Linked DNA regions of Rattus norvegicus: region 2 is linked to region 1. The links are chromatin contacts, called in public Hi-C maps. All regions are on one chromosome and are shown on one strand. The core of a region is the stretch at or near the end of the contact, and the rest is flanking DNA. Distances in the headings are between cores, read along the strand shown.

What was found. Hi-C and Micro-C count contacts between places; a contact is called where the count stands out from the background.
Region 2: a contact with region 1 is called in a Hi-C map of psoas muscle, with 5 times the contacts expected there. The contact joins two enhancer-like sites. A contact is called at or near these places in 4 of 12 Hi-C or Micro-C datasets (kidney, liver, mammary epithelial cells and 1 more).

Annotation. Positions count from the first base shown.
Region 1 is chr8:77,547,345-77,554,953 of GRCr8, forward strand. No RefSeq gene overlaps it. Among named protein-coding and RNA genes, the nearest start is that of Vps13c, 190 kb to the left of the region's middle. Within about 2 kb of position 4,092, at least 9 of the 93 cell types and tissues checked have an H3K27ac peak or open chromatin away from gene starts, as enhancers often do.
Region 2 is chr8:78,465,348-78,472,956 of GRCr8, forward strand. All of the region lies in intron 1 of Rora (RAR-related orphan receptor A), which reads left to right. Among named protein-coding and RNA genes, the nearest start is that of Rora, 290 kb to the left of the region's middle. Within about 2 kb of position 4,699, at least 41 of the 93 cell types and tissues checked have an H3K27ac peak or open chromatin away from gene starts, as enhancers often do.

The sequences.
Region 1 (7,609 bases), core at 2,842-5,341:
CAATTTTCTGAGGAACCTCCAGACTGATTTCCAGAATGGTTGTACCAGTCTTCAATCCCACCAACAATGGAGGAGTGTTCCTCTTTCTCCACAAGGGAACCACTTTTAATCTATTGGGGTCTCTGGGCTTTTCTTCCTTTTCTCTAACTTGCACATGTGTGGCCCCCAGGACCTGTCAGCAATACAATTTTTCTTTCTATCTGCATCTCCCTAATTCTTTTTTTTTTCTTTTTTTCGGAGCTGGGGACCGAACCCAGGGCCTTGCGCATGCTAGGCAAGCGCTCTACCACTGAGCTAAATCCCCAACCCCAACATCTCCCTAATTCTTAATGGGACACCACTCATCTTACTCACTCCCAAATCAAAGCATCCAAGATCCCTTTCTGATCTGCTTCCTTTCCTTGCCTTGGCCACTGAAGGGGAAGGGCTCAGCGTTGACCACTGACAGTCTGGGCTGTGGTGGGCTGGGTGGGCAGTTACCATTACTACTCGGGTTGTCTGAAGGATGAGGCAGTTGGCTTGTCTCTGGGGTTAGAGAAGAGTCACTGTTACTCTATCAGGTGGGTGCCCTGTGGAGCCTGCTCTGTGAAGACAGACCTGGGTAGGGGGTCTCAGGCCTGTCCTTGCCTCTCATCTCATAGTCCACAGACTTCCTGAAAATTCTCACCGCCCTTCTGGGCATTCACTCATCGAATCCATGTCATAACGCTCCATGTTGTGTTGCTCCTAGAGATTGGTGCCCTCGTTAGGGCCAGCATTACTGTAAGGAAACACTATGACAAAAGCAACCTGGGAAGGAAAGGGTTTATCTGGCTTATGTTTCCAGATCACTGTTCATCACTGAAGAAAGTCAGGACAGGAACTCAAACGGGGCAGGAACCCAGAGGCAGGAACTGATGCAGAGGCCATGGAGGGTGCTTACTGGCTTGCTCCCCAGGGCTTGCCCAATTCAGGCTCCCTCTTCTCCAATGATGCAAGCGTGTGTCAAGTTGACATAAAACTAAACAGTCCCTTTGGCAAATCCTTTTTAGTGATCAAGTCTGCAACCAGAAGCGGCTGGCCACTGTTCAGCTGGGACAGTTGGTATAGGGAGATGATCACAGGCAGGGTTCTCACATGTGACTGTGATTGTTCTTGGAACCTGGGGGATAACTTGCTCTTTATTTAGACTTCTTGCAGCAAAATTATACACTGATTCACGCATACCCTATTGATATGTGCATAATTATGAATCTACACACTTGGATTGCACACTTTACGGTTAAACCAGGAGGTGCAGTCTTACTAATGCAGAGAGAAACGGACAGGTGTGCTGATGGGCTCAGTTGCCTTTTATAAATGCTGAATTGGCTTCTCGAGTTAAAATAATCTTGTGCTTCTTGAAAATTATCCTCACTGACAGTTTATAAATGCTAACTAAATTCTCTCTTCGACCCAGCACCAGGCCCTGGCACTGAAGGCATTTCGTCTTAGGAAAAGGCGAGGTGTGGGATTAATTAATCATTTCAGGTTATTTTTTTTTACATCATTTACTGTGTCTTGGTAAGTGCCGATGAGTTGCTGAAGAGGAGCCAGAGCAGTTTGTTTCTTATAAAGAGTTATTATTTCATGAGTGTGGTGTGTGCACGTACGTCTGTGCACACACGTGTACCTGATGTCTGTATGTCTGTGCACACACGTGTACCTGATGTCTGTATGTCTGTGCACATACATGTACCTGGTGTCTGTATGTCTGTGCACACACGTGTACCTGATGTCTGTATGTCTGTGCACACACGTGTATCTGATGTCTGTATGTCTGTGCACACACGTGTACCTGATGTCTGTATGTCTGTGCACACACGTGTACCTGATGTCTGTATGTCTGTGCACACACGTGTACCTGGTGTCTGCAGAGACCAGAGGAAGACATTGGATCTCCTGGGCCCACAGCTGTACATAGTTGTGAGCTGCCACATGGGTGCTGAGAGCTGAACCTGGGTCCTCTGCCAGAGCAGCTCATGCTCTTAACCACTGAGCCATCTCTCCAGCTACTATCCCCCCAAGCCATCTTTTGTTTTCTTCTTAGAAACCATCTGTTTATTTATTTGTATTCTCTAGTCTGTGCTTCGAACACTGTGCTTTTGGTGGAGCTGGGATGTGTCTTCTTGGGATTGCTTGCCACTCTTTTATTCACAGTTGGATTTTGATATTCAGGATTTCATATGTAGGTTTACGGGACATGGCTTAGTGGATAAAGCACTTGCTGCAGAAGCATGAGGACCCGTGTTCAAATCCCCAGACCTTGTGTAAACAGTCAGGTGTGGCAACTGGAGTTTGGAGGGGCAGAGACAAGTGGCCCCTGGGGGCTCACTGGCTGATTGTGGAGAACAGATGAGCTGCAGATCCAGTGAGAGACCTTGTCTTAAAAATAAGGTGAGTGCAACAGGGGAAGATACCCAACTTACCTACCTACCTACCTACCTACCTACACACACACACACACACACACACACACACACACACACACACACAGAGGCTTACGTGCACATTCATTCAGACTCATGTTTCTTTCCCAAAGGTGTCTTCGTGTGACCCCCTTTGCTCAGTGCCTGCACCATATCCTTTGCTTTTAAGTATTTGCTTTAAATTGATCTTTCAGATCAGGAATTTTACTTGTTATGACAATTTGCCTTATTTGGCCGGCATCATTGCGTGTGGGGTACTTTATAAATGAACGGGTTATTCCTGTCAGCATGTCCCACACATGGACGGAAGGCAATAGAGCAGTGTGGAGAGACTACAGCCCTTCTTGACCACCATACCCCAATGAATCCCCACTCAGCCAATCTGTGCCTATTCAGCCTTAATAGTAAAGATAAAATAATAATAATAATAATAATAATAATAATACCTGATTTGTCCTTAGAGGTAAATGATACTATGTGTACAGTATTGGGGGGGGGTAATGAACCAAGTAGAGGGTAGCTAGTAACTAAGTTATAGTAACTAAGTGCTAGTACTCTTTGTGTTTGTAAATATTTGACCCAGCATTCATGTTAAAGAGCTACGTTTAAATATTGTAATTACAGTTACTATGTTGTATTGGTATCCAAAAGGCCAAATAAACTACTTGCAACAGGCATGTTAAAAACAAATGATAAGAACCCTCACATGCTGCTTCAAACGATTCCACCCGCTCCCGTGTATGTGTGTGTATTTGTTTGTGTGTGTGCCCATGTGTGGTGCATGTAGAGACCAGAGATCAATGTTGGTGTCTTCCTTTAGTCTCTGGTCCCTCCTTTTAGAGACAGGGCCTCTTAGTGAACCCAGAGCTCACAGGTTGAGCTACACTGACTGACCAGATGGGTTTAGAGCGCCTTCTGCCAGAGCTGGGATTACAGGTGAGCAACGGATGTGCCTGGCCTTTTAATGGGTGCTGAGTCCAAACTCAGATCCTTACCAATCTCTTTGATTCCGATAATTCTGTTTTAACCGGCACCTTCTACATGCAAGTGTAGGCCCCTTCCTGATCACACACATCTTCTTGAGGGATTTCTGGAATCCACTGTATGTATTACAGAATGGATTTTTAAAAAGGAACTAATAAAAAAAGGATTTTATATTTTGAAGGGACCAAGCATTTTGCAAATGAAACGAGACACTTAAAAAAAGACACTATTTGTTTTGGGTTTTAGACATCCTTTTGGGGAAGTTCTGCCTGACTTTGCTGCCCAGCCTCGGAAATTCCAGGATCTAGGAGAACCACGTGTGGAACACATCAAGGGAGAAAGACTTCCCAAAGCATCAAACTATATTGTTTTTCTTGGAGGTTGGAACGAGCTGCTGCTCGGAAAATTTTCCAAGGTTTCTGCAACTTGTTACACATCCAAGGTCATTTCCTGGCCCGGACTGTCCAAGGCCCCCGCAGCCTGCGCCACCAGCCAACGTGGAAGCAGCCTTGTGCAGGGGCCCTGCAGTCCGGGGTTGGGGGGTGGGGATGGCGGGGGCGCAGGGAGGGGAAGAAACCTGGAAGGAAACCCCACAGGGCCTGAGTTGTTTTGGTGCTTTTCTTTGTCCACTCCGAACTGTCTTTCCCTGATACTCCACTAGAGGGCACACGCCACCAACTGTGCGTGCTCTCTGAAGAAGATCTGATACCCAGACCTACAGGACAGGTCCTGGCATCTCAGGGGGATTTGGGTGGCATCCTGGGGTGCAGGCTTCCTCGGAAGTAGCTCTCAAGATTTCCTGGAAAGAATCAGGACTGTGGCATCCCTACTTTGCCGGGATCTGAGGTCAGGACATTGGCGTTTTTAATTTATTTGTAAATGTAGGGTACAAAGTAACATACAGTTTGCATTGTCTCTTCCATCTCTGGTCCCCACCCTCCCTCAGCTCCACTCCTGCTTATACTAGTCCTCCCCTACTAGTCCTCCATCCACTTCCGGCCTTTAGAACCGGCCTTCCTGCTACAGTCTCATTTCCTTTTGAAATGGTGCTTTGGGGATGAATTATGATGAACACTGGGATTTGGGGACATTTCCTGAAGGGGAAGTATCCACCCTGCCCAGAACATACATCTTTATGGTCGAAATAGTGGGTTTATTTGAAGGTAGAGCTTTAGTAAGCTCAGAGCTGATGATGCCTAAGTCCCTGTTGAATTGTAACTGGCTGGCCATTGGCTGGGATAGTCACACTGTACCAGGCTCTCCTACTCCAACCTGAAGGTGGTTGTGAGGTGTCCTGCTCCCCCTAACTCAGGCGTGCCCCTTCTGCTTTCTCCTGCTCTGGTTTTCAGGGCCCTGACTTTGAACGACTGCCGGACGTGAATCATGTCTGACACTGAAACATTTGACAGGCACCATGGGGTGTCCTGTCCCATTCCCGCTGACTCTAAAGACCCCACTGTGCTCCTGCACATGTTAGACCCTTTGCTTCTGCTGCCTTTGAAGCACAGGCAGGGATCATGACTCCTGGCTCTCCCACTTCACAGAGAGGATGATGAGACCCAGAGCGAGGGTGTGCTGAAGTTTAAGACTTGATCTCAGGTCACCTGATCAAGAGGCACGGCTCATGACTGTTTCCTACAGTCCTTTACTGAAGTAGGAACTTGGGTTTGACTTTAGAGAAAACCTGACCCTATGACCTTCAAGCTCCAGCATGGGGCTCTCAGGAAACCTCGCCCCTCCTTCCTAATGCTCTTCATAAAATGGAACACGGCTTGTTTGGGTGGGTTGGAGTGCCCTTCGAGGAGGCATGTGCTGGGCATACTCGAGGACGGCTTCTAATCACACAGTTTTACAAAACAAAAGCACCCAGAAATCCAGGATGTTCGTGTCCCATGTATAAATCTGGGGCATTCCAAGTCCAATTGACACCTAGACAGCCTTTGAGGAGGTGCCCATGTCTCTTAGGGACTTTAACTGTCTGGTTGGATGTCTCATTGTCTCCCCTCTTTAGCTCTGTACCGAGCATGCTGTCCTTTCATTAGCCACACGATGGCACAGCAACTTAAGTTTCTGGCTGACACTTTGTCTCAGGACTGGGAGGGCCTGCAGCTCAGTTCAAAGGGAGCAGAATGGGGCAAGGGAGACTCGGCCCTGGACTTTGTGAACACTCTTAGTTTTGGTGTGAGGAGGTAGGGCGGCGAAGGACTGCTGGATTCTGAAGAAGTAGGAGGGGTTGTACTGAGGATGCTTGACAGGTGAAAATCAAACGTACCACATAGCCCATTAGCAGGTGCAGGGCAGGCTCTGTCCTGTTAAGTATAAAAGTACTGTCTCTTCCCACCTCTAGCTGACTTTTTCTCCCTTCCTCCCTCCTTTTCTTTTCAAAATAGTTATTTGAAATTGTGTGTGTGTGTGTGTGTGTGTGTGTGTGTGTGTATGTGTGTGTGTGTGTGTGTGTGTGTGTTGGGGCATATGTGGATGTGAGTGTGCGTGTATGTGAGTGTGTGTGTGTGAGAGTATGTGTTGGGAGGTATGTGGATGTGAGTGTGTGTGTGTGTGAGTGTGTGTGTGTGTGAGTGTGTGTGGGTGTGTGTGGGTGTGTTGGGGGTATGTGGATGTGAGTGTGTGTGTGTGTGAGTGTGTGTGTGGATGTGAGTGTGTGTGTGAGTGTGTGTGTGTGTGTGTGAGTGTGTGTTGCGGGTATGTGGATATGAGTGTGGGTACCGTTGCAGGCCACAGAAGGTGTTAGAAATGAACACCTACAAATGTCATTTATTTGTCAAATAAGGGAAGTTTTTGAGGGTTCTATTCTTATAAATCTCTTTGGTACACTATTGACCAGGTACTATTGGGAATGATGGTGACCTAGACACAGTCCTTCCTGTCTGGAGGATTGGGAAGATATGCTATCACAGCTCCATGGTGCTGAGCCTGAGGAGAAACCCTTGCTCTGGTAAGTGAGTGTGGGACAAAAATGGAGGAGGGCATGGCCTCTGGCTCGGAAAGGTTACCTGGCTGGGGCTGTGTATCCTCCGATGTGTGTGTGTTTTCACACACGGGAAACACTGAGGGAATGTGAGCTACAGAGGCACACACAGCCTTTCCCACCTCAGATGGGAGCTAAGGCACCAGCTATCTAAACTCTGGTGTGGAATTGTTCCTGGAATCTTGTACGCTGTCTGGGTCTAGTGATGAAGACACAGGGCGGGTCCGTGCTTGTGTTTGGAGGAAGGAACACCAGCCCAGGTCCTGTCTATGGGCATTAGCATGGGCCAGGCCTTCTCCGAACCCTGCTTCATCCTAGCTTTCCCCCACTTGGTTGGTGAAGGTATGTGTAGAGGAGTTCTGTGTTTAGTTCCCCCAGCCTGCATCTCTCAGGCTTTCAGTAGCAAGAAAGGACACCCAACCCAGCAGAGGCCCTCTAGGCTGAGAGCTGAGACCCACCAGGGATTGGTACCATCTCTACAGCATGGTGGATGGCGGCCTGCAGGCAGACTGACTGAGGCACACACTGTGTTCATGTTCGCTAGAGGAACAGAACTGATCGAATGGATATCTGTGCAAAGGAGCGTAACTAGATCGCCTTACGTAAACAAGCGGATGGTCCAACAACGGCCTTTGCATACTAGAGACGCTGAGACCCTCTGGTTCTTCCATGCATGAAGCCGAGTACCTCAGCAGTTCCAATCTGACTGATGGATGCAACAGACTGGATGGATCCTGGGAAGTGCTAGTCTTTAGACCATGTTGGAGGGACAAAGAAATTGGGTTCTGATGTCAGCAAAGGATGGCACTCCTATCACAACCATGGTCATTGTTGTCATCATCGTCATTGTCATCATCATCATCATCATCATCATTACCATCATCATCACCATCATCACCACCACCATCATCACCACCACCATCATCATCACCACCATCATCACCATCATCACCACCACCATCATCACCACCACCATCATCACCATCAGCAGCAGCAGCAGCAGCAGCAGCAGCAGCAGCAGCAGCAACATCATCATCGGCAGTGGCGGCAGCAGCAGCAGATGGTGGACACACTCATTATTTAGAAGTGAAGGCAGGCAGGTAAGAAATACTGCCTTTTCCTTGAACCTCTTTGTATCCAGGCTGCCACTGGAAATTGCTATGCCCTATGGGGAAGAGTCTTCTCCCCTCAG
Region 2 (7,609 bases), core at 3,449-5,948, 920 kb after region 1:
AAAGCTATAATATCTAGGCAGGAGTGCTGATGTAGCAAGAAGAAGTGGACTAAGGCACCGTAGCCTGAGCAATTGGTGGCTGGATTTTTTTTAATGGGCTTCATTACAGGAAACAGAATTGGAGGCTGGAGAAATGGCTCGGTGGTTAAGAGCACTTCATCCACAAACGCGAGTACCTGAGTTTGGTTCTCGGCGGTCACTGAAGAAGCTGGGTGTCCCGTGCATGTCTGTGACCTTCTCTTTGATGAGGAAACAGACAGGAAGATTTCTACAGATTGCTGGCTTCCAGCTTAGCTGAAGAGGCAAGAGCCCCAGGTTCAGAGAGAGACCCTGCCTCAAAGAAACAGGCAGAGAGCACTAAAGGATACCTGATATCCGCTTCCAGTCTCCACATGCACACAGGCTGTGTGCCCACACACACATATTTGATTGCACACACAAGTAATTTTTTAAAAAAGAAACACAATTAATAATCATTTTATTAATATATAAACTCTAGTTTTTCCAATAGCTTAAAAAATGCAACTCGAGTCCCATTGGGAGACCTGGGCACAGTTATATTACATATTGGTTCTCAGCATACCAGTTATCATTCACGACATGAAATTTCCTACCTCTAAGTTTAGATGGGGTCATTCAAACAGATAAATCTAGGGTGGAGAAGAGGTGGTAGCCCTAATGATGCCATATCTCTCTACTGATTGGCTGAAGATACTCCTCTAGATGTTAAACGTGAAGGTATTGTGATTCTTTGCACACAACCCCTAAGCTGAAGCCATCCACAATGGCTTCCCCTCCTCTTGGACATAGCTGAGCACAGCACACAGCCTTCCACGATAGGTGCCCAGCTTCACAGGACCAGTGCTCCTGTGTATGGGGGTGAAATGGCATAGTTACATTAAGCCAGCACTTTCTAAAATGTGTTTGTTTTTAATTCTGCCTTCTCAGTTGTCTTCATAGACACTGTTTTTCTAACTGCCCTCTTCGCACAATTTTAATTCAACAGACACACTGTGTGTTTATGCCTGTGTGGGTATGTTTGTGATTGTGTAGTGTGTATTCGTCTGTATTTTACATATAAAAACAGCAATCTTTTAGTTTTGTTCCCAAGAACTAATTTTGCCCCTTCTGCTGGATGATTTTATGCCAACTTGATATAAGCTGGAGTCATCTGAAGGGACGGAACTCCCATGAATGCCTCTGTCAGATTAAGTTGTAGACAAGCTGGTGAGACATTTTCTTAATTGGTGACTGATGGATGAGTATCCAGCCAATTATCGATGTTGCCGTCCCTATGTTGGTGGTCCTGGGTTCCATGAGAAATCAGGCTGAGCATGCCATGAGGTACAAGCCAGTAAGCAGCATCCCTTCCTGGCTTCCACATCAGCTCCTGCCTCTAGGCTCCTGCCCTGTTTCCTGATTTCCTGAGTGATCGGGAAGTACAAGCCAAATAAACCCTTTCCTTCCCACCTTGCCTTTTGGTCATTGTGTTTCATCAAAGCAATAGGAAGGCTAACTAAAAACTCCCCTCCTCCATTCTGAGATGCATCTTGTTACTTTACACATTGCTGGGACAAAAATATCCAACTCAAGGAAGATAAAAAAGGAAGTGTTTATTTTGGGTCGCAGTTTGAAGAACTAGTCCATGGTGGCTGAAACATGCAATAGATGGTCATACTGCAGTCAGTCAGGAGACGCTGGCATTCAGATTGCGTTTTCCATTTGATGTGGCCTGGGGTCCCAACCTGCGGAAGGCTATCTTCCCACCTCTATTAACCTAATTGAGATAATCCCTCACAGACATAGCCAGAGGCCAGCTCCCTAGGTGATTCTAGATTCTGTCAAATTGACAATCAATAGTCACCATCTCAGGGTATGTTCAGCTCTTTTGAGAAACCGTGGGCCAGAACAAACTAACTGAAAATCCTGCTCCGTCACTTCTTTCCCTTTGAACCTCCCATTCCTGTTTGTCCCTCACCAGAGGACGGCAGGATACTACCCCTGCTGTGGGGTTCACCGAGCATAATGAACCACCAAGGAATGATATCCTGGACCACCTTTGCTATTGAATGAGTTTCTACATACATTATCTTGCTTGGTCCGTACCATGAACCCCCAAAGCACGATACTTTGTGTCATGTTAGTATAAACATCAACCTCCCTGCTTTACTGACGGCATCCGGGATAATTTGAGTGGCCACTTCATTCTCTCAAAGTCCTGCACATGATAGTGTGGGTTGGCCCTGCAGCTTTAGGCCACGTGATCTGGTTCAGACCTCTTCCAGTTGCACCTTCTGCCAGACACTGTTGTGTTAGAATAACCCAAGTGGAAGTTTAGACAGTTGGAGGAGTCATTTCCAAGGGTGTATTCTAAGGAACAAACCACACCTTTCAATCAAATGAGGATGAAGGCTTTCATGCCAAGATTAGGGCCTTATGAGACGAACAATAATGATTGCTCAGAGAAAGATAACTCTTCAGTGATAGCCATGATTCAGTGCTGTGCTGACTTCTAGGGGGAAAAAAAAATCAAATTCCTACACTGGCTATCTGGACAGCAGTAGACTCAGCAAAAGGTCAAGTGGTGGAGGAGGGGCAGTCTGGGTATTCCTGAGTTCAGATTCCAGTTTTGCCACTTGGCAGCTATGTGCCTCAGTTTCTATGGGTCTGTCCTAATGAAATATTCTTCATAAAGCAATTAGGACAAACTAAGGCAGTCTAGACTGAGCATTCTATAGGGTGCCTGGCCCACAGTCAGTAAATACTTGCAATCCGCCCCCCCCAAAAAAACAACTCCCCTGCAAGAGCCAAAGCTTATGGTGGAAATACTTTCTATGTGTGGACATGACGTCATTTGGTTGGTTTCAGATGTGTGATTCTTGGCATCTGGAGTTTTTAGCATTGTCTCCCGCTCCACCAAAATGCCCGTCTTGCATATTTCACCATTATTGATTATCGATTATCTTTACTAACATAAGAGGCATTCATTCTTTATTCTTATCTTTTTTGGAGGCATTTAATTCTTTGCACAAGAAACAGATGACTTTTAAGACAAGGACCCAGGCAGTGCCCCTTGCTGAAGTAGAAGAGACCTGGTGGGGCACCCTACATAGTTTCCAGTGGGGACTGATTGGAGTGGATTAATTTTCCATCACTTTGACAAAGAGTTTATCTCAGTTTACCATTCCAAAAGGGGGGTTCATAATGGCAGGGGCGCCTGGCAGCAGCAACTGAAGAAGGAAGTTGAGAGATCACATCTTTGACTGCAAACTCGAATCGAAGAAATTGAACTGGAGGTGTGCATGGGGCGTGGGGATAGGAACTCCTCGAAGCCCACCTCTGACAATGGACTTCCTCCAGCAAGGCTATACCACCTCCCCAAGCAGTGCCACCCGCCGGAGCCCAAGCCTTTACATACTCACACCTCTGAGCACCAGTTTCCCTTCCATCCACAGCAGTCGGGGTGCTGTCTTCTGCACTGCGAATGCTCTTCTGCACAGACTGAGACCATTACAGACAGATTACCAGACTAGGCTTCTCCACTGTGGGCAAAAGAGAGGACCAGCTTTTCAATGAGGAAGAAGACCTGAGAGATGTGTGGGCTCTCTCTCTCTCTCTCTTTCTCTCTCTCTCTCTCTCTCTCTCTCTCTCTCTCTCTCTCTCTCTCTCTCTCTCTCTCTCTCTCTCTCTCTCCATCATCCTGGTGAGTTACAGAGAGACACACCTTGGTGCCAAGAATGACACCAGGTCTCTCCATCAGAACAGCCCCCCACGTTGCCTCACACCAGGCTGAGACCTTGTTCTGAGACTTTGTTCCAATGAAGCAAGAACTGTTTGTAAGCAGCCAGGAGGAGGTGGAGGGAATGATACAGCTTTGGGCATGGCTCTCCCCTTGACCCAGAGGGGCTCCCTGGAGTGATGAATGCCAGAGTAGCTACATCAGATAGGCTTGGATCCTGCATAATTACATCTCTGTGGAACTTTACAGAGGGACTCTGATTCTTCTCTCACACACATTTCTCTGCGGCTGGTATTTCCATGGTGACTCTTGAGGCCCAGTAGCCACAGAGCATGCATATTGTATGGGGAGGCTCTTCATCAGCAATGCCAACCTTGCTTTGCCCAACTCCAAGGGACTCGGGTTAAGAATCACTCTGTGATCACCTCTTGCCATCCATCGCAGACAAGAGCAATCTTCCACAGAGGCAAAGATGAGTAACTTCTGGGAAGAGTGCATCCCTTCATTCTCCAAGGGCTGCGCTTTGAGGATAGCTGTGTGTAGCATCTAGCAGCACAGCCTACCCTGCTCCAGCAGGGGAGGATAAAGCTACCAGTTTGAGTCTGATGTTTTATTTATCCATACTGGTAACTTTATGTAGGGGGTATTTCTCTGTTTGGGCCTCAAGGCTGGTTGCGCAAAAGGCGGGGAAACATTAATAAGTAATAGACAGAGAGGGGCTGTCCATTTATAGTCTTCCAGAGATGACCTGGTTTCCATTCCAATGGGAGCGTTAGTGTTGTTTGAGAGTGAGAGGCGTCAGTAGAGGCTTGCACTGGTGCATTTGGGGATAACCAGGAGGGACACCTGCTTGGGCTATTTTTAGAATAAAAATTAAGAAACCTCAGGCAGCCCCAGGGGCCCTCCCCAGTTGGCAGTGCACACACTGTGAGCCCGAATAGCCCGTTTTTCCTGGGGTTGCGTGGGATCACTGTGTTCCTTTCTGTTTGCCTCCAGTGTCTGGTTATTATTAAACCACCCTTTGTGAGAGATTAACTCTGGCTTCCCTCCCAGTGAGGAGATGTCTACGCAGAGCCAGAGCAGGCGGCCAATGGCAGGCACATGGGTTATTTGGTGTCGTACAGGAACAAACAACTGGTTGACAAGCCAGTTCTTCACTTTCTGATGGCTTCCCTTGGCGTGGAAACAAGCTTCCCGTAGCACATGGTATAAATGTTTCCCGATCCTGCCTGCCTTCATTCATTCAGAAAGTATTTCCTAAGGGCCCCCTGTGGGATTTATTATTTCTAAAATGGGGATAATCGTGGTACCTATTGCATAGAATTATGTGGATTAAATGAGCTAATAATGTGTTAAGGATTTAGAACAGTGCCTGGCACATAGTTAGGGCTCAGTCAAGTCAAGCTTGGCTGTGCAATTAAAGGGCTCTTTTTGTTGTTGTTCTAGGTGAGAAATGGTCAGTGCAGCCAGCAGCGTAGAAAGAAAGATAGTTTCTGTAGCAAAGCAGGGAACTGAGTGTGTGTGTGTGTGTGTGTGTGTGTGTGTGTGTGTGTGTGTGTGTGTGTGTATTCAAATTAGTCTGGAAACAGGCCTTATTTTTTGAGCCAGAGTACCTCCCTAGCCTGGACTTTCTCTACTAGGCTATACTTGCTAACCAGCAGGCCCCAGAGATCCCACTCTTGGACTCTCCAGTGCTAAGATTACAGGCAATCCAAGCACATGCTTGGCTTTTAAATGTGGGTTATGGTTTTGGTGTGGGGGGGCAGTCGGTGTTGTGGTTTGGTTTGGTTTTTCAAGACAGGATTTCTGTGTGTAGCCTTGGCTATCCTAGAACTCACTCTGTAGACCAGACTGGTCTCGAACTCAGAGATCTGCCTGTCTCTGCATCCGGAGCACCACCACTGCCGGGCTAATCCTCATGATTTTAAGGCAAGCACTTTACTGACTGCCCCATCTCCCCAGTCCAAGGGATTCATTGTAATGGGGCTAAACCTACAGACTTATATCGTAATACCATGGTTCACAGAGTGGAGTTCTTTGAATAGTCCTATCAGCATCATCTGAGAACGAAATATAAATTCTGTATCCTTGCCCAAGGATTTCAAGTCAGATATTTCAGAGTTTGGACTAGCAATATGTGTTTGCATAAAGCCTCTGAGACTCTCTGATCCTTGCTAAGTTTGAAAGTAGCTGGCTAGCCTCCTGAAGGGCACTAAGAAGAAAAACTTTAGCAATGTCTGCCTCATGACCTCTACTGTATTTAACATCTACTAGTCCAGTAGGAGGCAGGCTCCGGACAGTACCTCCCGTGTAAGGCAGGCAACAGCCTTGTTAACTGCCAGGGACCTTGTTAGTGCAGGCCCAGGCTGCTTACTGAGCAAAGCCAAGCCAAACCTCAGCTCTCTCCTGGCTTACTGCCAACAGGGTACCACAGCCCACCACTGCCATCCATATGCTAAGGAGCCAGAACTGAGGCTGTGCTAAGTGGGTTTTTTTTTTCCAGAACAACTGTGAGCTGCAGGGCTCCAGGGCACCTCTCATCACGTTGAGAAACGGGGGAGGCCAGCCTCTCCGGGTCCTTTCTAAGCAGATGCACATCTGGTTTGTGTGAGTCTGCCTGTACCCACCCAAAGACAGCCCATGGCCAACAGAATGTATCACACCAGCGCCTCCGAAAAGCTTGTTGCCGGCCTGGCTTTTATTACTGATGTGCAGCCACCTCTGCGATGGGACTCCACAGTTGGAGAGAATTTGAGAACATCCGTCTAGATTTTCCGACTTCACCCGTTTGCCCGGTAGTACAAATTTGTATGCTCCGGAATGGTGGGAAATAAGGAGAACCTATCTCCCCATGCCTACCTACCAGCAGCCCTTCCCTGAGGAACATTCCAGAAGGACAACCGCCATTGTTCCTACAAATGCCTACTGTTCAGGATAGAGTGTTCTATGTCCATAGGAGAGTACCAACCAGATGTGGAGTCAGAGATCAAGACATACGTGTGGATGCCTCTTGAGAGAGGAGGAGGCTGGTTTGTGTTCCAGGCCTGGAAGGTGGGACAGCAGAATCTCAGGAGACAGAGAAAGGGTGTCTTAAGTAATGGGGGATGGAAAAAGTACAAGAGAGGGGACAGTGCTCAAAGGGAGGAGTGAGCGATTCATCTAAATCACCCAGAGCCTAGACCATAGCAGAGTAAGGGAGGACATCGCCTCTTTAAGAATAGGACTGGATGCTTTCTCCACGACAAGAGGTACAAACAGCATTTCTATGGGAGCTAGGAGGAAGTCTGATGAGGAATAGTAAGGGGGTGAAAGTTGTAGCTGTTGCTGTTAGATATCCTTAGTGGGAGTCTTGCTCAGAGACACAACTCCAGGAAGCAGCAGAAACAAAGGAAGAGCTAGGAAGTCAGTGTCTACAAGTCCATGACTGTGAGAGGTGGGAGGAAGCCAATGGGTAAGGAAGGAAATGTTCAAATGAAAAGTTGCATGACAGAGAAAGCATCAAAACTCTCCAGTGGGGTTGTCTTGCATTCACAAAGCACAAGGTCGAATACACTGGGTAGAATGTCATCATATGCCTGTTCCCAGCACCTGGCAGGTAGAAGTAGGATCAAGAGCTCAAGGGCATCCTCAATACATATCGAGCTGGAGGCTAGCCTGGGCTACATGAAACTATTTCAAAACAGACAGACAAACAACTCTCTGGAGCTTTGGGGAAAGCAGGACTGGCCACTAAGTGAATTTTGCTGTAGCTCTGGTTCACAGTCCTGGAGACTTATCAGAGGAGACATTTGTCTCCCATCAGGCAAACACCAGAGGTCCTCAGTATTACATACCAGCCGGGCTAAGAGCATCTAACCATTCCAGGGAGTC